Regions from separate parts of the Mus musculus genome. Here region 1 is linked to region 2. Evidence: chromatin contacts called from public HiChIP or PLAC-seq data. All regions are on one chromosome and are shown on one strand. The core of a region is the stretch at or near the end of the contact, and the rest is flanking DNA. Distances in the headings are between cores, read along the strand shown.

What was found. HiChIP or PLAC-seq counts read pairs in DNA pulled down with a chosen protein or histone mark.
Region 1: a contact with region 2 is called in an H3K4me3 HiChIP or PLAC-seq map of forebrain, with 3 times the contacts expected there. The contact joins two enhancer-like sites. A contact is called at or near these places in 2 of 484 Hi-C or Micro-C datasets (cerebellum and embryonic stem cells) and 5 of 115 datasets of contacts at active chromatin or transcription factors (embryonic basal ganglia, embryonic forebrain, embryonic hindbrain and 2 more).

The regions. Positions count from the first base shown.
Region 1 is chr11:60,383,942-60,390,621 of GRCm38.p6, reverse strand. It overlaps Drc3 (dynein regulatory complex subunit 3), which reads right to left. Exons shown (of 14, transcript NM_029044.2): 10 at 6,277-6,408; 11 at 3,259-3,329; 12 at 1,686-1,809. Among named protein-coding and RNA genes, the nearest start is that of Atpaf2, 30 kb to the left of the region's middle. Within about 2 kb of position 5,336, at least 66 of the 459 cell types and tissues checked have an H3K27ac peak or open chromatin away from gene starts, as enhancers often do. A contact at or near this core is called in cerebellum and forebrain, where this site is marked.
Region 2 is chr11:60,183,229-60,190,395 of GRCm38.p6, reverse strand. Rai1 (retinoic acid induced 1) reads right to left here. Exons shown (of 6, transcript NM_009021.2): 3 at 1-5,300. The coding sequence starts at 5,284. Among named protein-coding and RNA genes, the nearest start is that of Mir6921, 14 kb to the left of the region's middle. Within about 2 kb of position 5,180, at least 105 of the 459 cell types and tissues checked have an H3K27ac peak or open chromatin away from gene starts, as enhancers often do. A contact at or near this core is called in cerebellum and forebrain, where this site is marked.

The DNA of each region.
Region 1 (6,680 bases), core at 4,087-6,586, 200 kb before region 2:
CCTGCATCTTGCTGCTGTGTTGGGTGTTGGTCCTAGTCTCAGAACAGAGGCTATGGAGTCAAAGCTGCTGACCTTCTATCTGCATAGCTCAGCCCAGCTCCTGGCAAAGGAAATATTTAGTGAATACATGTTTTCATCCTCCTAGTTCCAAGATCATCCCTGGCTGCTGTGCTGGAGGCTCCTGCTGGCACAGATGAGAAGACTACCTCTGCCCTCCATCACAAGTCTATGTGCAGTCTAAATAGCTGTAGAAACAAATCATCATGAAGCAGACTTTAGAACTGTGATGAGCTTCTAACCCGACTGATGGGTTCTGACCGAGGGACAGTAGTTTAAGAGGTACCAAGGGAGGGCCTCTCCAGAGAGCTAACACTTGAGCAGAGGTCTAAATGGCAAGAGTGAGAAAAGCACATAGAGACTGAGGAATGAGCATGTCTGCCAGACAGACTGTGTACTGGCTAGTTTTATGTCAGCTCGACACAAGCTAGAGTCTTCAGAGAGGAGAGAGCGTCATCTGAGAAAAATGTCTCCATGAGATCCAGCTGTAGGGCATTTTCTCAATTAGTGATCAATGGGGGAAGGCCCAGCCCTTTGGGAGTGGTGCCATCCCTGGGCTGGTGTCCTGTGTTCTATAAGACAGTAGGCTGAGCAAACTATGAGTAGCAAGCCAGGAAGCAGCATTCCTCCATGGCCTCTGCATCAGCTTTTGCCTCCAGGTTCCTGTCCTGTATGACTTCTTCCTGACTTCCCTCAGGGATGGAGCTGTCACCTGAACGTGTAAGCCAGATAAACACTTTCCTCCCCAAGTTGCCTTGGTCATGGTGTTTCATCCCAGCGATAGAAACCGCAAGACAGAATGTCTGTTGAAAGGAGCAAGCCTGATGGGTGAGCATCAGAACCTGGGGTGGGACTGCCAAGGGAGGCAGGTGTAGTCCAGAGTGTCTGAGACCTGTGGGAAGGAACTCTACAATCATGGCAGGCAGGGAGGGGTGAGGATTGTGTAGTGTGGGTTTCTAGTGGACCTACCTGTCTGCATATGGAAAATGGTCTGTAAGAAGGCAGCAAGGAGCCAGCAGGCAGGCAAAGGGCAAGGGGACCATGGCCTGGTGGTAGCACAGTGATGTGGAGCAGCTGAGAAACTAAGTAGGGTAACCAACAAAAGCAGGCCCCTGAGGGCAAGTATGTGGACCTGTGGCCATTCTTGCCCACCTGAAGTCCTTTCCTAAGGCATCCACATGCTGCTGCCAGAGCTCAGGGTAGACTCATAGATGCCTCCTTAGGTGTAGACATGGGTCCCTGGTATTTATGACTATCTGTCCTGGTGGAAACTGGTGCACCCTGGTGCCGAACCTGACATGAGGCTTGTGGGCAGACCAGTGTTGCAGCTCTCCACCATTAAGCTTCCCGAGGGAAAATGTTGGCCGGTACCTCTGTTTGTAACTGTACCGGAAGACTCCATAGAAAGGAGCTTGGGATAACCACCTGGCCATCCTGACGCCAACTGTGCTCACCTTGCTCGGCAGTCAGCAGTCCTGCAAAGCAGGCTTCTGTCTCGTCGAGAAGGAAGGAAGCCTCCAGGAGCTTGGCGAGCTTAGACGAGCCATGGGTAGGGCTGGATTTCACTTATCTCTTTGCTGTGCCCCCGAGATGTCCCCCATGCCCGAAGCCCCTCTATCCTTACTCACCGCCCGCACGTCATCGGGTAAGTCCTCGTCCATCTCGCCCTTGAGGATCTTCTCCAGGGTGTTGATGGCGATCTCCAGGAGCTTCTCATGGTGATGGTTCTCCAGGTCCCGGCACTGAGCAATCCTGCAGTTGTGAGTTAAAGCCAGGGGGCCGAGCAAGCCAGGTGGTCCTTCGAATAAGGTGGCCTCTGACAAACAAGGCCACGTCAGCCCTACTGGAGACACCAGTCTCTAAGTCTTAGAGTCTCAGGGTTCAAGACCTGTCCTGAGGTGCTAAGAGGTATCATAGCCATCAAACTGTCACTCAAATGCATCGTCAGGTCCCCATGTCATTCCTGTCCTCATATTGGGTCATTCCTGTCCCCCAGGGCCAGCTCACCTCAGGTCCTCAGTCTGCTTCCCAACACTGCCGAAGACCTCACTGGTCCCCCATAATCTCTTCCTCCTTCTCCTCCAGCAGCTGAAATAAACTTGAAGGTCTGAGTAGCCAGTTCTAAGCTTAGAGCTCCTGAGAGCTTCCAGTCTCTGACATGGCCTGATGGTCTCATCTGGAAACTTGTTCCCTTAGTCCCATTCTTGGGGCCTTTGCACATACTACTTCTGCTATGGACTGTCTCTTCTTTCACCTGGCTCCTGTGGCTACCTGCAGGTCTTTTTTTTTTTTTTTTCTTTCAGTGTTTAGGAAGGCCACTGATGCCGTACATAGCACACCACTTGCTACCTCAATGACCGTGTGCTGGACTCTGAGCTCCAGGATGCCAGAACCTGAGTTCCTCCTGGGTGGAGCTTAGCACTTTGCCCCCAATAAAGCACTGTTCATGTTTCAAATGTTGGTTTCTAACCTTAACTATTATAGCCTTGCTCTTTTTAACCTGTCCTGTCATTAGTGTGGGCATGGCCTCATCCCAGGGTGTTTTCCTGTAACAAAAGGTCAGGCAGCAATTCTGAGGTGGCAGGGCACCCATGAACATCACCTACTTAGGGAATACATGCACAGCTACTGGACAGCAGTCCCTCTGGGCATCTAAACTGGCATTCTAGCAAGGCTGCCAATGTTGAGTGTTGAAAACACTTCAGTTGGTATGGAGTATTCTCTATGGTCACCAAGTCTACATCCTGTCATAGGGAGGCCTCTTTCCTTGGTAGAAAGTGGTAGGTTTTACATTCCTCTACCTTCAGCAAGGAGATGCCTATGAACTAGGGCCCCGTGGAAAGTGGAAACATTTTTTTGGGATGAGGGTGTAGGTTTTTCTGCAAATCAATGGGCGAAGAGTATTTTGGGTAAGAACTGAATGAAATATATCTAAAGTGCTCAGTTTACTTGTAGTAGGAGCAAAAAGGGGCGTGGCCCTGCAGCTACCACTTATTTGCCCAAGACTAGCCCTTTCTTTCAGTCCTGGGGATTGAACCCAGGGCTTCACTTATGCTAAGCAAGTTCTCCACTTAGCTATCCCTTGCTTTTTTGTTAAAAGCCTAGGCACCTCTGCGTTAGCTGCTCTAGAGGCCGAGACAAACTCAGGAGCCTATGGTGCCTTCCCATGGGGTAAGGTAGGGGTTGTCACAGAAAGGATATAGACTTTGGACATTTTCAATAAATAGTCCCACCAAGTCAGTGATATTTCTTTCAAATATGTTTATGGTCTCCTGGAAAAGATATAAAAGAGAGTCAATGTGTGTATCAACATCCTTTGCACCACCTCAAATCACAGACTCTTTTTTTTTTTTTTTTTTTTTTTTTTTTTTTTTTTTGGTTTTTCAAGACAGGGTTTCTCTGTGTAGCCCTGGCTGTCCTGGAACTCACTCTGTAGACCAGGCTGGCCTCGAACTCAGATATCCGCCTGCCTCTGCCTCCCGAGTGCTGGGATTAAAGGCGTGCGCCACCACGCCCGGCAAATCACAGACTCCTTGCCTTTGTAGGGCAGATGGCTAAGGACTGACCCTTGCCCCTGCCCCTCACCCGCTCCCAGAGTTCTGTCGCTTTCCAGTCTCAGTTCACCACCCCCTTGAATGTTCATGTTGTCACTATTGCTTTTTTTTTTTTTTTAGATTTACTTATTGTATGCATTTGAATATTTTGCCTGCATGTATGTGTATGTGCCATGTGTCTGCCTGGTGCCTACAGAAGTCAGAAAGAGGCACTGTATCCTCTAGAACTGGAGCTACCAACTTTGAGAGCTGCCATGAGGGTTCTAGGAACCAAAGTCAGGCCCTCTGCAAGAGCAACAAGTGCTTTTAACCAATAAGCATCTCTATGGCTACTGCCACTGGGTTTTAGGTGGGTTTTTTGTTTGTTTTTGTTTTTTTTTTTGTTTTGTGTGTGTGTGTGTGTGGTTTTGTTTGTTTTTGTTTTGTTTTGTTTTGTTTTCGAGACAGAGTTTCTCTGTGTAGCCCTGGCTGTCCTGGAACTCACTCTGTAGACCAGGCTGGCCTCGAACTCAGAAATCCGCCTGCCTCTGCCTCCCAAGTGCTGTGATTAAAATCGTGAGCTACCACTGCCCGGCTGTTTTTTTTGTTTTGTTTTGTTTTATTTTTTTAATTTACACTTCTCTCTCTCTCTCTCTCTCTCTCTCTCTGTGTGTGTGTGTGTGTGTGTGTGTGTGTGTGTGTGTGCGTGTGTAGGTCAGAGGACAGTTTGCTGGAGTCTGTCCTTTCCTTAACCACACGGGTCCCTGGAATCAAACTGAGGTCATCAGGCTTGGTGATAAGAACCTTTCTCCACTGAGCAGGACCATCTTGCCAGCCCTGTCCTGGGCCTCTTGCCCATGTAGCTGCCTCCACCAGGACCAAATATCCTGGCCGCACCCCCTCCCCCCTGAATGAAGCCTTTCCTTCTAGGCCTCTCAGCAGCATCTGCCCATCCTCTCCACAAGGGCCATGGAGAGCAATTTCGAGAGCCAGCTCTATTCCAGAGAGCTCATTTAATCTCTCTCGGCCTCTACTTCCTCACATATGAGACAGTTTTTCTATGTAGTACCATGGTGGCTAGTGGGGTAAATGAGCTATATCATGCATAATGATTTACCACATATCTGGCAGATCCAGGAGCTTGGGTAAGTGCTGACAGTCACCCTAGACTTCCAACAACTAACTGCTGTCCCTAGTGCTTAGCAGAGCACTTGGGGCCAAAACAAATCTCAATATTGTTGAGAGAGTAATAAGAACGTGATTAGGAACCCTCCTCTGGAAGACGCTTTCCTGACCCTTCATAGCCTCAGCACTGATGCAGGGCATCACAGGAGCCCAAAACCTGTCTGTATGCAGTACAAATGAGCCCATTCTCGTGTGTGTGTGTGTGTGTGTGTGTGTGTGTGTGTGTGTGTGTGCACGCGCGCGCGCGCTCATGCACAGCATTTTGATGAATACAAGTAAGGTTGTTGGAAGCACGGACTAGAATCTTCCAGCTTCAGGTGACCAGGTGACTGGCAACATGGCCAGGATGAGAGCAAGAACCTGAGAAGTGTTTGGCCACTGAAAATAATCTCCCTGCTTGAAAGGACTGGAAGCCCCCAGCAACCCTCCCCTGCATGCACTGCTTCTGCAGTACTTGAGCAGAGCAGTTCCCAGTGGGAAACGAGCGGCTGCTGTGCTGTGCGACAGCAGATCCATTCTGCGTAGGAAGTGCCATTTGATGTGTGAGGAATTGATTAGGCACCGGCTCTTGGCCCGGCTGTGGCAGCATCTGAGGAGGTCCAATTCATCATGCAGCGTCCAGCCCCCAGCCTGGCTGCGTGCACACACACAAGTCACCCTGGCACACAGATGCTCTTGAGATGCCTGGGCTTTTTCATTCTCCCAAGTTGGGGCCAAGCGGCAGCCTCCCGACATCGCCCACCCCGAGACAGCAGGCACAGGCTGCGGCACTGATGAGCCTTTGTTTGTCTCCCGAGTGCAGGTCCACCTGTCTTATAAGCTCCTGAACTTCCCCTTGGGTCTAATAAGAAATCTGTACTCTGCTGAGCCTGTTTTAGGATGGAGGAGGGGAGATTTTCAGAGGACTGAGTTCACCTCTCATTCTCCATAAGAATCCTTTCCGAGGCAGCAAAGAGAGCAGTGTGTTCCTTTTCCTCCTGTCTCCTCTCCCTCCTCGCCCCACCCCCTCTCTTTTGCATTGCTGAGGATGGAATCCAGGGCCTTGTCTGTGCAAAGCAAGCACTGAGCTATACCCAGCCCCTGACTTTAAGGTATTTTAATAATTTTGGTAAAAGGTGATTTTGTGGTGTGTGTGTGTGTGTGTGCACATGTGTGTGTGCATGTGTGCACGTGCATGCACTCACATATGAGTATGTATACATGCTCATGCTCATTATATGGTGGGGTGTACACATTATATGTGCCTGTGGCCCTGGATGAAGGCAAAGGACAACCTCAGGCACCGTTCGCCTTTTTCTCTCGCTGGCCTGGAACTCTTCATGTTTACTAAGCCATTTGGCCAGTGAGTGCTAGTGACCCACCAGTCTCCATCTGTCCAGTCCTCTCCTGTGTGTCCACTGGGTCACACTGGACACAGGGGAGAGGAGCCTGTGGAGGGCGTGCTTGCAGGGTTCTGCAGCTGCATGCGGGGGCCCCTGGATATATGCTAGTCTGACTCTACCTCCAGCTGTTCCACCAGCTGCATCTCCAGGATCATGAGTGTGTTGAACAGCTCACCGATGCTCTCAGTGCACTCCGTCAGCTTCTTCTCGATGTTGGACAGATCAGTCTCTTCCCGGATGGCATTTAAGTTCTACAAATAGAAATCCGCACTTGGGGGGACTCAGTAGTTAACAGTGTAGTAGGAAGTGATGATTTGGTTTTATGGGTAAAAACTTAGAGTCTAGAGGTGAAGGGCCAAGTTCAAGTGTCAGCCTGCCATGTGCTAGCTCTGACAGCTCTGGGGACGCTGCCTGCTGCTCTGGCACACTGTATACAAAGGCACCTGGAAGTGGCAAGCATGAAAAGAGCACTCAGACCTACCCTTACCTCCCTGGAAGAAGAAGATGAAACTCCTGTGGGCCA
Region 2 (7,167 bases), core at 3,931-6,430:
GCCGCCGTGACAGGCCCCGGGCACTGGTGCGCAGGGGGCCCTGCTTGGCAGGGTCAGCTGGGCCATCGGGCCTGGACAGTCTCCCCAGGGCCGTGGGGGTAGTGATAGTGGCTGTGGTAGGGGCGGCAGCCGTGGTGCTGGCCGAACATTCCAGGCCTTTGAGTGTTCTCTCGAGAGGCAGAGAGGCCTCCTCCAAGGTGCCCTCCAGCCGCGCCTTCTCCTTGAGTTTTGGCTTCTTTTTGGGGAGGCAGTGTTCAGGGTAGTAGGGGCCACAGAGGTCCCCAAGGTCCTTGAAATTGGCCGGGTTTTGGCAGAGGCAGCAGACAAGGCAAGAGGTACTTAGGGCCTTGGACACCACAGGCCCCAGATGCATGGTGGAGGAGAGGGGCAGGGAGGGCCTCTGCTGCAGCACAGAGCCTCCAGGGAATGTGGTCAGAGAAGCCCCAGCTGGTTCTAAGGAGGAGGAAGAGGTGGAGGAGGAGGCAGCAGAGGAGGATGGCTTCCAGTGAGGCTTCGGCTCATCCCCCGGGGAGTTGACGACAGTGCATATGGTGGTGTAAGCATCTCGCTTCTCCACCCGCACAAAGGGCGAGAAGGCTGGGGTGCGGCTGTCTGCCCGCAGCCTCTTGCAAGAGGAAATGTATTTGAGTCGGATTTCAGGCTCTGCAGGATCCAGGGGCAGTACCTGCTGCTGCCTTCTCCGAGTGGCACGTCCCTTACAGGGTGAAGCGTGGGCGGTCTTCCCCCGGCCTCGGCTGAGGCGCTTCCGCTTGGAATAGCTGCTGTAGCTGGCTTGGCCCGGCTGCTTCTGCGCCCTTGTCTGGGGCTGGCAGGGCCGGCCTTCAGGGGGCTGGGAGGCCGGTCCCAGCTCCTCTGTCTTTGGCTTCTTGCCTCCTCCACTGGAGTTGTCCTCGCCTCCGCCCTGAGTGCTGCTGGCCCTGTCGTGGGGAGCGAGGAGCAGAGGCTGGCCCGGACATGGCCGCTTCTCCAACGGACCTTTGGAGGGTCCCAAGGTCCCAGTTCTGCCTTTCCGGCTCCTTTTCTTCGGTGCTCGGGCAGTCCCTAGTGATGGCAGGGTCTCCGGGGACATGAAGGCCTCAGCTTTGGGGCAGTCAGCAGCAGAGGACAGCTTCTTACTGTTCAAGAGTTTACCTTTTAGGGACCTGCTGGCTGGGTTCCTGCACAATGGGTCAGCTCCGGAAGCTGCTGGTAGCATTTGCCCCATTCCTCCTAAACCCTCTTCCGCCCCGGCTGGACTGCCCCCTGGACGTCTCTCAGGCAGGGCTGGGCTCCGGGGTGTCCCAGGAGGGGCCCCTGCCACTCTGCATGCGAGTTTCTTGAGCCCAGGTGAGGTGATCTTCTGTACTATGGCCTCCAGCTTGAGGCCGCGGCCCTTTCGCGGTGGCAGCACCTTGGTCCTCACAGCACTGGGCAGGGATGACTGTGTAGACAACCCCATGCATGCAGCAGGTGGCTCCAAGGGTGGGGGTGGGGGTGGCTCCCCACTACCCCTGGGTCTGGCCCTCTGGGGTGAGGCCATCCTCCGTAAGAGGCCAGGGGAACTCTCAGCCCTCTCCTCCCTCCCGTCTCCCCCACTTCCATTGTTGCTTCTCAGGATGAGGCTCCGTTTTTTGGCGGGGACAGGTGCCATGAAAGCCGACTTCCTCTTGAGCGTGTGGAGAGGCCGATCTGAAAGCTTGTTTCCTGTACCAGGCTTGGGTACTTTGACCCGCTGGTTCATCCGACCTTCCTTCTGGGGCCCACTGGAGACCTTGTACGCAGTGGGTAAATGGTTGTTAGCAGGGAGCTTCTTGGTGGCACGGCAGTCTGGGATCCGGCTCTCCGAGGGCCGCCGCCGTTTGGCATGGAAGACCTGCTGGGGTTTGGTGCGAGACCGGAGGACCATGGAGCGCTGGTCCTTGCCAGGCATGCTGGGAGAGTCTGGCTCCTTGGTCTTGGAGCCCATGGGGCTGCTGTCTGAGGCAACAGGCAGGGCAGCAGGGTTGCTGGGGCTGGATGCAGCCTTGGGTGATGGTTTTCCGACCCGCTTGCCAGACTTGAAGGCAGCTCGCTGCTTACCTCCCAGTTTGTCGGGAGGCGTGGGGGTGGTAGTCAGGCCCGGAGGTCCAGGAGTCTGGGGCTCACTCAGAGCTGTAAGCGAGCGGGTACACATTCTGGGGAGCCCTTCTGACAGCCCCCGGCCTGGGGCTCCAGCCCCCTCGGCCTGTCCCTGTGGAGGCCCTGTGCAAGACTCTGGGAGCAAGAGGTCTTTGGGAAGTGCTGGCACCCTGCACGGAGAGTCTTCCGCCTCAGGCAGCCCCCGGTGTACTCGCCGGCTCCGTAAGCTCTTACCCCGTGGCACAGGCTCTTTCTTAGCAATGGGCCCCTCAGGTACAGCAGGCTTGTTAGGCTTCGGGGCCAAGGAGCCTTGTGAGGTGCCGGAACTACCTGGAGCCCTCTCCATCTCTGGCCCTTCTTCTCCCGGCTTCATGTGTGACAGAGAAGATTCAAACCAGCTCTGAACCTTTGATTGGGCACCCACAGAGGGGCCCAGTAGGACAGCAGGCTCCCCAGAGAGGTGACATGGAGAGACCCAGCCAGCCTTGGTGTCCAGCGCCTCCTCTGCCTCCTCCTTGGTGCACATCAGCGGGGCCTTTGGGGACAACGGGTCCTGCAGGCTGGGCCTCTGCTCAGGGCTCCCCAGCAGTTCACACAGAGAAGAGTACTCCTCTTCAGCTTCCAGGTCCTCCTTCCTGCCAGGGGGCGGCAACAGTGGCAGGTCCCCGAAGTCAGTGGAGGAACAGCAATGGCGGCTCTCCTCCAGCCACTGGTTGGCCTTGGCCACCTCGGGGCACTGCAGCAACCCACCCACCTCCTCTTTCACCCCCTCTGCCTCCTGCTGTTTGAAGTCCCCGGACAGTGCGGCTGCTGGCTTCCCGATGGCATGATCCTCCTGGAAGCCCATGCAAGCAGAGGCCTCGTGTGCATCTGCCTTGCCCACGCCGTCCGAGGCTTTTGCACCCTGTTCCAAGCCCTTGGTAAGCTCACCAGGGTGGAGGCCCCAACGAGGACAAGCATCGCCCAGGTTCTCCTCTGGCCAGGCAAAGGGGTTGGCACCATCCACCGAGCTGGCAGTGGGTGTATCTGGAAAGCAGTCAAATGCTGCTGTGGTGGGGTCAGGAGTGGCAGTCCCTAGCAAAGGCTTGGTGCCGAAGGACAGGGGACTGCTTGTTTTCTTCGGGTCAGTGGTGGCAAAGGCCACAGAGGGGTCTTCAAACAGCCCCGGGCTGAAGTCCTTGGTGCTGCCACCCTTGTCCAGCTGCAAAGGCTCAGGGAGGGTCTCTGGCTCCCCTGGCTGTGACCATGAAGTCTTTGCTACAGTGTCCAGGCAGGCGCCATGGTTCTCCAGTGAGAAGGGTGGCTTGCCATTGTCCTTGGGCAGGCTGGAAGCCTCAGCCCAGGCCTTGTCAGCCTTCTCAACAATGGCTTCCTGCAGTCCCAGGATCTCGGAGGCCAGATCTTCCTGTGCCAGGGCACTGAGCAGCAGCCGCGGGCAGTCCCGCTCGCCTGCCACAAATTTGGAGAAGCTGTCCAGGGGCAGAGTACTGTGCAGGCTCTGGAAAGAGTCGTCGGACTTGGTGGACATGTCATCAGGTGAGGTCACAGAACAGGTGGACACAGACTCGGGCTTAGCCTTGGAGTTGCTGTTGACCCTGGCGGGGCTGCCCCGGGCCTGGCTGCAGTAGAGGAAGCTGCGCTCTAGCGGGTCCTCAGAGCCACTCAGGTAGTCAGTGTCCTGTGGCTCAGCATGGGTGGACTGTGGCGTGCTGCTCGGCGGCTCAGACAGCGGTGTGCCCGCTGGCTCAGCTGAGTAGCCGCTGCCTTCAGGGCTACAGTGCTGGCTTTTGTGCTGCTCTGGAGTCCTGGACACGAGGTTCTTGACCCCTTTCTTCTGTGGCATGGTAGCTTTGGACAGCAAGAGCTGCTGCACGGTGTTGGAGATGTTTTCCACCTGGGAGGTGAGCGCTGTGAGGCTCTGCAGGCTGAGGTCGGAGAGCAAGTTGTCAGGCAGCTTCTCCTTTTGCAGGGGCTTGCAGTTGCCGGCCTGGGGGTCCACAGAGCTGGCAGCATCTGTTGGGGACGGGTTAAGCAGGGGCATAAAGTGGCTGTGGTCTGTGATGCCTGTGGGGAAGGCCCCAGTACTAAGCGGCTGCTGGCTATAGGGGAAGTTCTCCAGATTGGGCATCAGTGGTGACGGGGTGGAGCTATAGGAAGGGGAGCGACCCACAGACCGTGCAGGGGAGTGGCTGGAGCTCGGGCTGAAAGTCTGGTAATACTGCTCTGGAGTCCTGACAGCTGTGTCCGGTGGACAGTAGCCCTGGCCTTGCTGTCCATAGTGTTGGTACTTGGCGAGGTTCTGGTAGTGGAGTGTTTCCTGGGTGTGGTGACGGCCTTGAAGTGCTTGCTGCTGCTGCTCGTAGCCAAGGCGGCCAGGCTGGTAAGCGTGAAGATTCTGGACCCGTTGCCCTGGAGCCAGGTTCGCATTGGCACTCATCGGCCTATCATGAGGCTGGGCAGATGGTGCTGTGCAGCTCTTGTAGGAGTGGGCCCCCTGCCCACCACCCTGCACTGTTGGGGCATAAGTGGAGGAGGTAGGGAAGGACTGGGAATGCTGGGGAAAGTGGCTGCCCTGGGGGAAGGGCAGAGGGGAGGCAAGGTCGTTCTGTGGTTTCTGCCTTTGGAGTTTGGGGTAAGCCAGGGGCTGCTGAGGCTGTGGTGGTGGGACATGCAGGCTGTGAGTCCGGAAGGGAAGCTGGGGGCCCTGCTCAGGGTACTGCCTGTTTGGAGGAGGCACAACTGTCTTCTTCATCAGGTTCTCCTCATACTTGCTCACTGCCCCGGGCAGAGGCTGTGGCTGAGGAGGCGGTGGCTGTGGGCCCCCCCAGGTCTGAAGACCTTCCTCGCCAGAGTAGCGCCCTGGGTAGGGGCTGCTGTCTTGAACATAGCTGGGGAAAGCTGGCCTCCCCTGCAGGGATTTGCTGCCTCGGTGGTACTTGTCTGCAGCTGCTGTGGCCACCGTGCCAGAAGGTGTACCAGTGCCACCCTCATAGCCTGTATAGGGCTGAGGGCTGTAGTAGTCCTTGGCCAGCAGCCGCTGCCGATCACAGCTTAGCCCAGCCTGACCCGGCTGCCTGTAGTTCTCCAGGCGCGATGTCTCCTGGGAGGTCTGTGGGTAGTTTTGCTGTTTGCCATGGAAACCACACCTTTCTCGAAAAGACTGCATGACTCGGGCTGGTTATCTGTGAAGAGAAAGGATGGTGCAGAGGGGAAACAATTCAGATGGGCCACGGTTTGCTCGCTGCCTCAGTCAGCATCCCTCCCCGGCACCCTCCCACCAGCTCTGCACATACTGACAGCCTCTGGGTCTGAGAGGTATGCTCTAAAATCCTGCTTCTACGGTGAGCTCCCGCTGAAATGGACAGTCCAAACAGGCTACACAGAGCAAGTCACAATGAATGGCCACTCCAGGCCCCTCTTGCCAGCTCCTCCTCTCTATCAGCTCGTCTGTACTACCACGCCCAGCCCTTGTAGACAGCTCAAAATCATTTAGCAGAGCAATTCCACTGTTCCCTGGGGGCCTGCTGGATCCCATCATCTTAGTCTTTGTGTAGCCGTACCTAAGCGTGACTCAGCCACACTGAGCACCCGTGAGGACCCCTCCCCAATTGGGGAGAGGTGGCATTCCAGGCCACTGTAACTGCACATACAGGAATCCACACATGTACAAAGGACCTATCAGGCACATGTCCATGCACGCTCACACACGCCTCCCCTGTAGTGCCATCTGGACTCTGTCCCTTCTGGCAGATGTTGACTGGGGGCTGCTAAGCATCCCCTCCCCGGACTCCTGGGAATGAAGGATGGTAGCACCTGCCTCCTGTTCTTGGTATCATAGGTGCATAAACAGATTATGCAGTCCAGAGTGTGGGGATGCATACTAATAGGGGACAAAGACACAGTCCCCTGGCCACTGGAGAGCAGCACACGACCCTTCCTGTTCTCTGTCCCTCCCCAATGAGCTCCTCCGAACTTTCCCAGGTCAGGGATGGTACAGACAGCACTCATATGGAAGGCAGGGGCAGGTAGACCAGGGGCTTTTGTGGAGTCACAATCCAGGCTTGGCTATCTCGGCTGGTTTCCTTCAACCGATTGGCTTTGGTTACCCCAGAAAATCCTCAGTGGTGAAAAACAGGAATGCCCCCCAAGCTTTGGAGAAATCACAAAGAAGGCTGACTATTGGCACCACATCCCACAGATTCAGGGTTTACCCAGCCACCACGCAGGGTGAAGGCAGGATGTTCAAGCTCTCTGGGTCTGAGCAGCCCAAGCCTCTAGGAAGGAACAGTTCTTGTCCCAAAACACACTGCCATAGACCACAAAGGTGTCAGGGGTTTGGTTGGTTTGTCAAGAACTAAATGTGGGGGAAGAGAGGTAAGTGCCTCACAGGGACAGGAGTGAAAGGCAGGAGTGGGAGCTATTGGCAGGGAGATCCAGCCTCCCTTTAGTCTGGATCCCACAAAGGTGCTTTCCTTCCTTTGTCTGGGAACTGACCCAAGGAAGGGGGGTAAAAGAGCTCCATCCAGTTGAACAGGGCACTCCCAGGCAGCCAGAGCCTCCAGAGCTCAGAGCAGTAGGACTGACCCAGCTGCCCCGAATACAACTTTCCTCTTCTCCAGATTGTTAAAGCTTTCTGCCTATCCCACCCCCAACTCAGCACATGTCTCTAGCCCCTCACTAGGACAGTGCCTACCTGCCCTTTGGATGAAACACGAAGTGGTGCCTGCCATTCCAGAAGGGCTGGAGGCAGGGCAGCCTGGTGCCTCCTGCCCCATCTTCCCAGAGCAGAGCACACTCTGGATGCGGGGGTTGGGGGGGGGGAATGCAACACCTGCTCAGGATGGCTGCTGGGCCATTTCTAAGACCAGGACACAAAATGCCAGCTCCCTGCCCTCCCTGGGTGTGTGTTTATAAGCCAAGAACGCACAAACCCGGACTGCTCTGAAGGCTACATCTGCCTCCCTCATATATCTGCACAAATTACATTTCGGTTTTTATTAGTCCCAGATCACTCTCATTTCCTGCTGAGTGTCCTGTGGATATCATTAA